Linked DNA regions of Mus musculus: region 1 is linked to region 2. A link is a contact called in public promoter capture Hi-C data. All regions are on one chromosome and are shown on one strand. Each heading gives the region's core, a stretch centred on a gene start, on an enhancer-like site or on the middle of the called end of the contact. The rest is flanking DNA. Distances are from core to core; before and after follow the strand shown. Region 1 holds the start of Tns1 (tensin 1). Region 2 holds the start of Catip (ciliogenesis associated TTC17 interacting protein).

The links. Capture Hi-C pulls out chosen DNA fragments and counts their contacts.
Region 1: a promoter capture Hi-C map of liver shows a contact between it and region 2. The contact joins the promoter of Tns1 here to the promoter of Catip in region 2. A contact is called at or near these places in 8 of 39 promoter capture datasets (the 3T3-L1 cell line, the HPC-7 cell line, embryonic stem cells and 4 more), 2 of 484 Hi-C or Micro-C datasets (CD4 T cells and embryonic fibroblasts) and 2 of 9 other capture datasets (liver and pancreatic islet).

What each region holds. Positions count from the first base shown.
Region 1 is chr1:74,122,213-74,126,300 of GRCm38.p6, forward strand. It overlaps Tns1 (tensin 1), which reads right to left and starts at 2,336. Exons shown (of 33, transcript NM_001289895.2): 1 at 2,080-2,336. The coding sequence starts at 2,235. Rufy4 (RUN and FYVE domain containing 4) reads left to right here and starts at 3,329. Exons shown (of 12, transcript NM_001170641.1): 1 at 3,329-3,402.
Region 2 is chr1:74,359,546-74,363,605 of GRCm38.p6, forward strand. It overlaps Catip (ciliogenesis associated TTC17 interacting protein), which reads left to right and starts at 2,590. Exons shown (of 10, transcript NM_001379457.1): 1 at 2,590-2,641; 2 at 2,822-2,977; 3 at 3,205-3,402; 4 at 3,707-3,762. The coding sequence starts at 2,617.

The DNA.
Region 1 (4,088 bases), core at 1,086-3,585, 240 kb before region 2:
CCTAGGTAAGCAAGAGAGCTGCCAGTCCAGCAGCCCCTGCTTGAGCCAGGACCTGGGCATAAGGCTGAGATGGAGCCTTATCCATACAGATAAGGGAGGGAATGAGTCACAGCAAGCTCTCCCAAGAGGCCCCTGGAAAACCAGCTCATCCAAATGCAGACAGACACTTGTCCCTGAATACAAACATCCCTGTCCCTGTCGCTGTCACACAGGGTACATACAAACCCTCCCACTCCTCCTCCCCTGACTCACCCACCTCCAGCGCCCGCCCCTGATTTCCTTCTCAGGTCGCAGCCCCAGTTATTCACCCCTGCCCACTCCCACATGACCAATGGGCATCCCCCCACCATGGCAAGGCTGGCTGCAGAGAGTGTGGGAGGGAGTAAGAGTCCTGAGCCCATAGAGAGACCACAGAAGGGTTGGGGCCATGTCTGAAGAGCAGCAGAATAAAACAGGAAAGTGGATGGTCAGCCTGGAGAGCTCTGCCAAGCAAGAGGTAGGAGCATCAAGGTATGTACAGTGGTGTCTGAGATGCCTCCCAGGGCTCTCTACTCGAATCCCCAACCCCCAGTGAGCAGCTCAGACTTACCCTCAAAGGGATAACCCAGGATCTGAGATAGGGAGAGCTACTGTCTCCTCATCAACCCTGGACATCTTGCAAGGTAGAGGAGTGAGAGGCTCTGAGCTGGGGTGGGGGTTGGAGAGGATATCCTAATGACTTTGGAGGGACAGGAAGCTAAGAGCTCTAGCATGTCACCCCAGTTCTGTGCCCATCACCAGGAACTGGGATACCCAATTCTTACTTCCAGGCTCCCCGAGTCCTCCCCCGGATTATTTCATGAGAATCCAGCTAGGACACCAGCCACTTTGGGACACAGATGACAATTCCGTCCCCAGATCTATCATTCATTGTGACCAGTCACTGTCTACCACCTTGCAGGATAGAGCGTTCCATTTACAAGTTCCCAACCCTGTGCCTCTGCCTGTGGCATATAACCACCAATATGCTCTCATCTGTGCCCTAGTGGTGTAGCCAGTCAAGTGGTGCAGAGGAGAGTCTTGGGCACTTGACGCACTCACAAAAACATGTGCATAAGTACATATTGCCATATCGGCCCGCCTCTGTCCGTATGGAGGTGCCCTGGGATGTGGTTGCAGGATGCACTTGGAGTCAACGCTAACTCTGCTGGCCTCCAGTGGAGAAGGAACTGAAGGGCCCCAGTCTCGCCCAGAACAAAGTCAGCACACCATCCCATGAGACTGCTCCTCCTATCCCGAGAGGGAGACTAGGGTTCTGCAAGGGCTGAACTAGAGATGGCCAGTCCCTGCTGATACAAAACACCATTTTTTTTCCTCTCCAGGAAAATACAGAGCCTATGCAAAGCCCGGGGTGTCCAGCCAGCCTGCTTCCCTGGTCATCACTATTTTTGCTCCTGGTCACTTTTCAGCATCCAGGTTCCAAGACTCACCGAGAAAAGAATAGGAGGGAGGAGAAAGGGGGACTCTACTGGACCCACCCACCTCCTCAGATCCTACTGTGGGCCCTGCTGGCTCTGACAGCCCCGTTCCTCCTGGTAGAAAACACCAAGACAGCCACCATTCTGCCCCCCCCCCCCCCACTCCAAGCTAAGAGGATATTAACCTTTCTCTCCTCACCCCAGCACCCTTGGGTGGTTCCAAATTCTCACTAATAGCCTGCTGCCTCCCTCTCTCTGCCTCTTGCTTTTTCCTCTTTCTTCTTGCTTGTTTTGGGTTTTTTGTCTTACTAGTTTTGGTGTTTGGGAGAGTTTGAGTTGGGGGATTTGGTTGGTTTTAGTTTGTTGGAGAAACGATCTCACTATGCTGGCCTTGGCTTAGAACCTCCCTGCTTCAATTTCTCTAGCAGTGGATCACAGACCTGGCACCAACGTCTCACAGGTATTTGCCCTTCAAGGACACCAGAGGCCCAGGTGTGACCTCCACAGAACTGACTGCAGGGCCCTCCCACTCTCCTACCTACACCTTCCCAGACTCCTTACTGTCCCAGATGGACCGGGCTCTGCCGTGCCCGCTGCCCGCATCCGGCCCACAGCTCCCTACCTGAAGCAGCAGCCGCCTCCTCGGGTCGGGCGCCGCACCCCCGGGCTCACAGCGCTCGGGCCGCGCGGGGCCCGGCGGAGTCCCGGGGGGCTGCGGGCCGCAGGAGGGCAGAGGCTCGAGCGCCTCGCAGCACACCAGGCTCACGGTGCAGCCCATCCGGCCCGGGACCCGGCGGGCCCGGGGCGGGGACGCGGACTACCCGCGAGCCGGCCCGCCCCCCAGCCCCAGCGACCTCTCGGCCCCAGGCGTCTGCGACGTGGGGAAGAAGGGCGACGCCCCCGGCCCGCCCCGTCGGAGTCCGCCTCCGCCTCCGCCACCGCTCTGCCAGGCAGTGGGAGTGCGGGGCCTGGCGAGGGGCGGCGACACGGACGCTGGAGGCAGAAGGCGGGGAGGGGACCCGAGGGCGCGGGAAGGCGGGAGGGGCGGCGGCGGGATCCCCGGGACAGGCTGAACTGGGAACGCAAGAGAGCGACGCCGTGACTAGTGAGCGACTGAGAGACTGACACCAGAGAAGGGATCTGAAGGGACAGAGACGGTGGCATGGAGGACGAGGGGAGCGCCGGGGTTAGATCTGGCTCTGCACCGGGCAGAAGGGCGGGACATGGAGCAGAGAACAGCACGTTTGGGGATCGCTCTGAGCCCTACTTACAAGTAGTTCCTCGAGCTCGTAAAAGTAGTTCTAGAAGTCCCTAACCCTTGGTTTTAAGTGACATGCCAGCCTGGCCTAGAAAAAGGATGACCCCAGCACCAGGAAGTTGAACGAGAGCAGCGGGAAAGACCACCCTACACCGAGCAGCCCACCTGGCGTTTCCATCCCCGGGAAGTGGGTACCAGGGCTGGAAGGAAGGCACCCCAACACTGACTGGGATCCCGCAGCTGGCTGGGGTAAGAGGAGGGAGAAAGACACTTGGTGGCCGTTTGCCCCTTCTCCCCACCTGTGTCACTTTCAGTCCAGTGACAGAAGAGACAACTCGAGAAAAGGAGCCCACTAGCGCTTCTGTCAGCCCCTTTCCGCCATCTACTGGCAACAAGACAGAAAGACAGGAGCAGGTGCCCGGGAAAGGAAGCCCCTGCCGGTGTTGTGTTTTGCCACCAACTGGCCTCATGCCAGATGACTTTGAGGAAGCCACCCATTCTGCCTCAGTGCCCTGATCTTTCTCTACCACTTCTCCCTGGCCAGGGTTGGTCCAGCCCCCTTCAGGCTGGGCTGAGTCACTCCCCAGGCAGGAGAGCTGGAAAAGACTGTGCAGAGCCCACAGTCACAAGGGACATACTCAGGCTACAGAATCCTGCCCACATCCCAAACAGACAAGCTTTTCTCAGGTGAGCACGGGAGTCCCTGGGCTTGGGGATTAGGTAGAGAGACCCTAGAAAAGGTCTGTAGAGAACTTCTTTTTTGTTTGTTTTTTGTTTTTTGTTTTTTTGAGACAGGGTTTCTCTGTATAGCCCTGGCTGTCCTGGAGCTTACTTTGTAGCCCAGGCTGGCCTCGAACTCAGAAATCCGCCTGCCTCTGCCTCTCCAGTGCTGGGATTAAAGGCGTGCGCCACCACGCCCAGCTTGTAGAGAACTTCTGTCTAACCCTTGGTGTACAGGTCAGGAAAGTGGAGCCTAAGAAAGGGTGACCAGTCCAGGACGGGACCTTTATCTTCTGACTCCCGATCCTGGGCCCCATGCACTGCTGTCCTAGCCTTTCTTTTCTTCTTTTCCCTTTCTTCCCCCCATGATCCACTGCTACAGGATCATGCCAGAGCTACCCTGCCCACAAACTCCAGCACTCCTGCCTGGGAAGCTGGACACCTGGCCTGGCTTTTGATGCCAGGATCTCAGCCTAAGCTCATTCAACATCCTTCAAGGGCAACAGTATCCCTCTCTGAGCCCCAGGACCCTTGAGAGACAGAAGTAGAGTTCTACGAGAGAGGGTGGTGGGATTCAAACCAGGCACCCTGCTCCCCACACCGAACATTGGTTCAGTCCCAATGTTGCACCCTCTGTCTACTTCTGCATGCTT
Region 2 (4,060 bases), core at 1,340-3,839:
GTTCAAGGCCAGCCTGGTCTACAGAGTGAGTTCCAGGACAACCAGGGCTATAGAGAGAAACCCTGTCTCAAAAAACAAAGAAAAAATAAAAATAAAAACATAAATGGCTAGTGTCTATCAGGACCACATAGAGAAACCTTGTCTGAAGAAAACAAAACGACCAGCAAAATGGCTCATTTGATAGGGGCACCTGCCACCAAGCCTGACACCCCAGGACTCACACAGAGAGAACTAACTCCCAGAAGTCCTTGAGCTCCAGATACGTGCAGTGTGGTGCACCCCTCCCCCTCCACAAATAAATGCAACAAATGTAATGGATTCTAAAATGTAATATGGAGGAGCTTTATCCTAACTGGGATGAGTATGAGTTGGAATAACCCTTCAGTGTCTAAGGCTAGCTCATGTCAAGAAATTTTCTGAGGTCCTGGCTATCATATTGAACTGTGTGTATTAGACATAACATCAACTCCAACATGCCCAGATGGCGATCAAGTGTCCACAGCATGAGTACAAATCAAATGTATGAGTCCTGTAGCCACTCCTCCAAGTCTGTATTTAATCACTTCAGGTGCTGTTAACCAGAAGTTTCCATTCACGGCATCGCCTACCACCCACTCCTCTCCCACCCATTCCTCTACCACCTATTACTTCCTTGCTGCTTAATTCTTTCTAAGACAGGGTCTCTCTGTGTAGCCCTGGCTATGCTGCAACTCACTCTGTAGATCAGACTGGCTTCAAACTCAAAGAGATCCCCTGCCTCTGCCTCTGAGTGTTGAGATTAAAGGTGTACATCACCACTTCCTGGTTTTATTTTCAGTTTTTGAGACAGAGTCGCATTGCAACCCACTGGCCTCAAACTCAATACGTAGCTGAGGATGACCTGGGCTTCTGATTTTCCTGCCCAGCCCTCCCAAGTGCTAGAATCACAACCCAGCACCATCCTATCCAGCTGCTGCCTGAATGCAGACTCAGTCTGACTGCCTCTGGTCAAGTCTTGGCTGTGAAGGATTAGCTGTGTGACGAGTGAAGCCAGTTAGCCTCTCTTTGCCTTAGTTTTCTTCTCCATAAAACCCACATATTACCTCCATATGAGGTCATAGCCTACATCAGCCAAGCATGGTAGTGCACACCTGTGATCCCAAAACTCGGAAGGCAGGGGCAGAATAACTATCTCTAGGACAGCCTGAGCCACATAGTAAGCCCTAGGCTCGATTCCCCCAGTGCCTCATAACCTGGGAATGGTGGCACACGCCTGCCTGTAATTGTAGGACTCAGGAGAAAGAGACAGGAAGGTCAGAAATTTAAGGTCATTCTCTGCTTCATTAAGTTTGAAGTCAGCCTGGGATATATAAGACCCTGTCTCAAAACAACAAAACAAGGGGCTGGAGAGATGGCTCAGTGGTTAAGAGCACTGACTGCTCTTCCGAAGGACCTGAGTTCAAATCCCAGCAACCACATGGTGGCTCACAACCATCCATAATGAAATCTGACGCCCTCTTCTGGTGCATTTGAAGACAGCTACAGTGTACTTAGATATAATAATAAATCTTTAAAAACAAAGAAAGTTCCCAGCACTTGGGAGGCAGAGGCAGGAGGATTTCTGAGTTCGAGGCCAGCCTGGTCTACAGAGTGAGTTCCAGGACAGCCAGGGCTACACAGAGAAACCCTGTCTTGAAAAAATCAAAAAGAAAAAAGAAAAACCAAAAAGGAAAACAAAAAAGACAAAAGAGAAAAGACTTTGCTGTCCCTCTCAGCGTGACCATCATTATGCCTACATGCCTCAATGATGACAGTCCCAGTAAGATGAGGAGGCATCCAAGCTCATAGGTGAGTCACAGAGGCCCCTCTGAAAGTTGCAGCTTGCAGAAAAGAAGATGAACAGCCTTGGTGAACCTGGGAATTAGAAACAGTTTCTACTGAGTGCGAAGGCTTTCCCACCATCGTAAAGGCAATGAATGGGAACCTGAGGCTCAGGAGATAGGAGACTGTTTTTATTGGGACTGTAGCACACAAAGACAGTTGTCCAACCTTGAAGTGGATTCTGTGTGTGAGCCTAGGTCCGGCCCAGGAGTCATGAGTGCCCGGTTTATGGGCACAAGTCACTACTTCTGGTTTAGTCTACTACTTCTTTGTATTATTATTATTATTATTATTATTATTATTATTATTATTATTATTATTATTATTATTATATTTTATATATTTGGGTGTTTTGTTGGATGTTTGTGTGTGTGCCATGTATGTCTCTGGTATCCATGGAGTCCAGAAGTGGGTGTTGGATCCTACAGAACTAGAGACAGTTGTGAGCCATCTTGTGAGTGCTGGGATTCAAACCCAGGCCCTCTGGAAAAGCAGCCACTGCTTTCAACCGCTGAGCCACCTCTCTAGCCCCCTTCGTCCATGAATTCCCAAGGAAGTTGTAAAGACCTGCTTTCCCTCAGCCTCTTAAGAATGTCAAAGGCTCCCTCTGCTGGACAACCTCTTAAGCTTGGGCTGAGCCCCAAAGCTTGACAAATCTAGGTTCAGTAAAGTGGGTTGATTGCCCTTTAAGAGGCAGTACCTAGCTTTCTGGTTGCCATGGAGACTACTAGTCACAGACTGACTAGCCTCAATAAAATGTCTTCCAAAGTTTCCCCCACTGGTGAGGAATGGACTTCTGGTCTGTGGGTGGAGGGAGAAGGGGTATTTGTCCCTTGCAAACCCACCAAAGTGTGGTCTTCGCAAATTTAACTTTTGGGGATGGGGATCAGAACCAGGTATCCCTACCTACTCTACCCTTTTCTCTAGAGTCTGACTTATTAGCTTTTTCTTCCTCTTGTAGTTTCCAAAGCCAAGGACCAGCATCACTTAGGCCAGCTGCAGCAACAGCAGCAGCAGCGGCAGCAGCAGCAGCCATTCCCAGAAGCCAATGCTGAAGCCATCAGCTTTCTCAACTCCTTCTGTGAGCCAGATGGTGGGGCAGGCGTGGGGAGGAGAGGTACAAGTCTCTCTCTCCACCCGATCCTCTTGAGATTCAGAAAAGACCTGTTTGCTAATGAACATGGAGGGACAAGCCTGTCGGGGAGAGCTTTACCAGCTGGCACCGAGTGATGACAAGGAGGAGTGACGGGGCTGGTTAGGAGATGGGAGACGTGACAAGGGGTGAGTGGGTGGTGTGGGGTCTAGAGGCTGGGCCTGGAGAGACAGCTTCTCTGCACCACCCAGGGCTGGAGGATATGCTCCTGTTCTTCCCGGAGACTCTGGCCATCCTCTCAGACACAGGGGAACCTCAGGGAGAACTGACCATTGAGGTGCAGAGGGGGAAGTACAAGGACGACATAGGGATCCTGACCCACTGTCTACTGGTCCACGCCTCTAGCCGCGGCTTCCTAGACAAATCGCTGTGTGGGAGCTCCCTCCTAGGTACAGCCCTGACTGCTGCCTGTCCCTCACATCTTCTCTCCACGCCCCACCCCCATTCCAATCCATAGGTCCTTAATTGGGACCTGCCCCTTGACTTACCTGGGAGAGGGTAAAGCCTGGGGGAGGGGAAGAAGAGGAAGGGGGAGAGGAGAGGGAGGAGGAGGGGAGGTCATTCCCAGTCACATACCCAGGACAAGAACAGTGTTGACCACCCTGTCATTTTCCCATGGCCACGTTGCCCCAGCCTGGGCCAGCCCGTTCCCTAGCGTCCATCCTATGACATCAGTGCCTCCCTGTACCCCAGGCTACCTAAACAACAATCTGGAGCTGATGGAACAGCACAGTCAGGAGTTCATCAAGGTATTTACTCCCAGCCTCCCCCAGCCTTGCCCCTGCTCCAGGGTAAGCCAGAACATGGGCTTTACGAGGGTGGGAGGGACCTCTGGAGAATATCACACTCCCATATCCCACCAGCCCGAACCTGCACCACACACGGTTGGTTTGATAACCAGTCACCTCCATTACTGCTGCTGATGTTGTCTGGATGCACAAACCGAGCCCAGCCCACTGGCCTCCTCCGGCCTGAAAGCCTGGTCCACTTCCCAGAGCCACGTGACCTGACCTTTCCCAGAGCCTGTCACTATTTAGCCTCCAAATC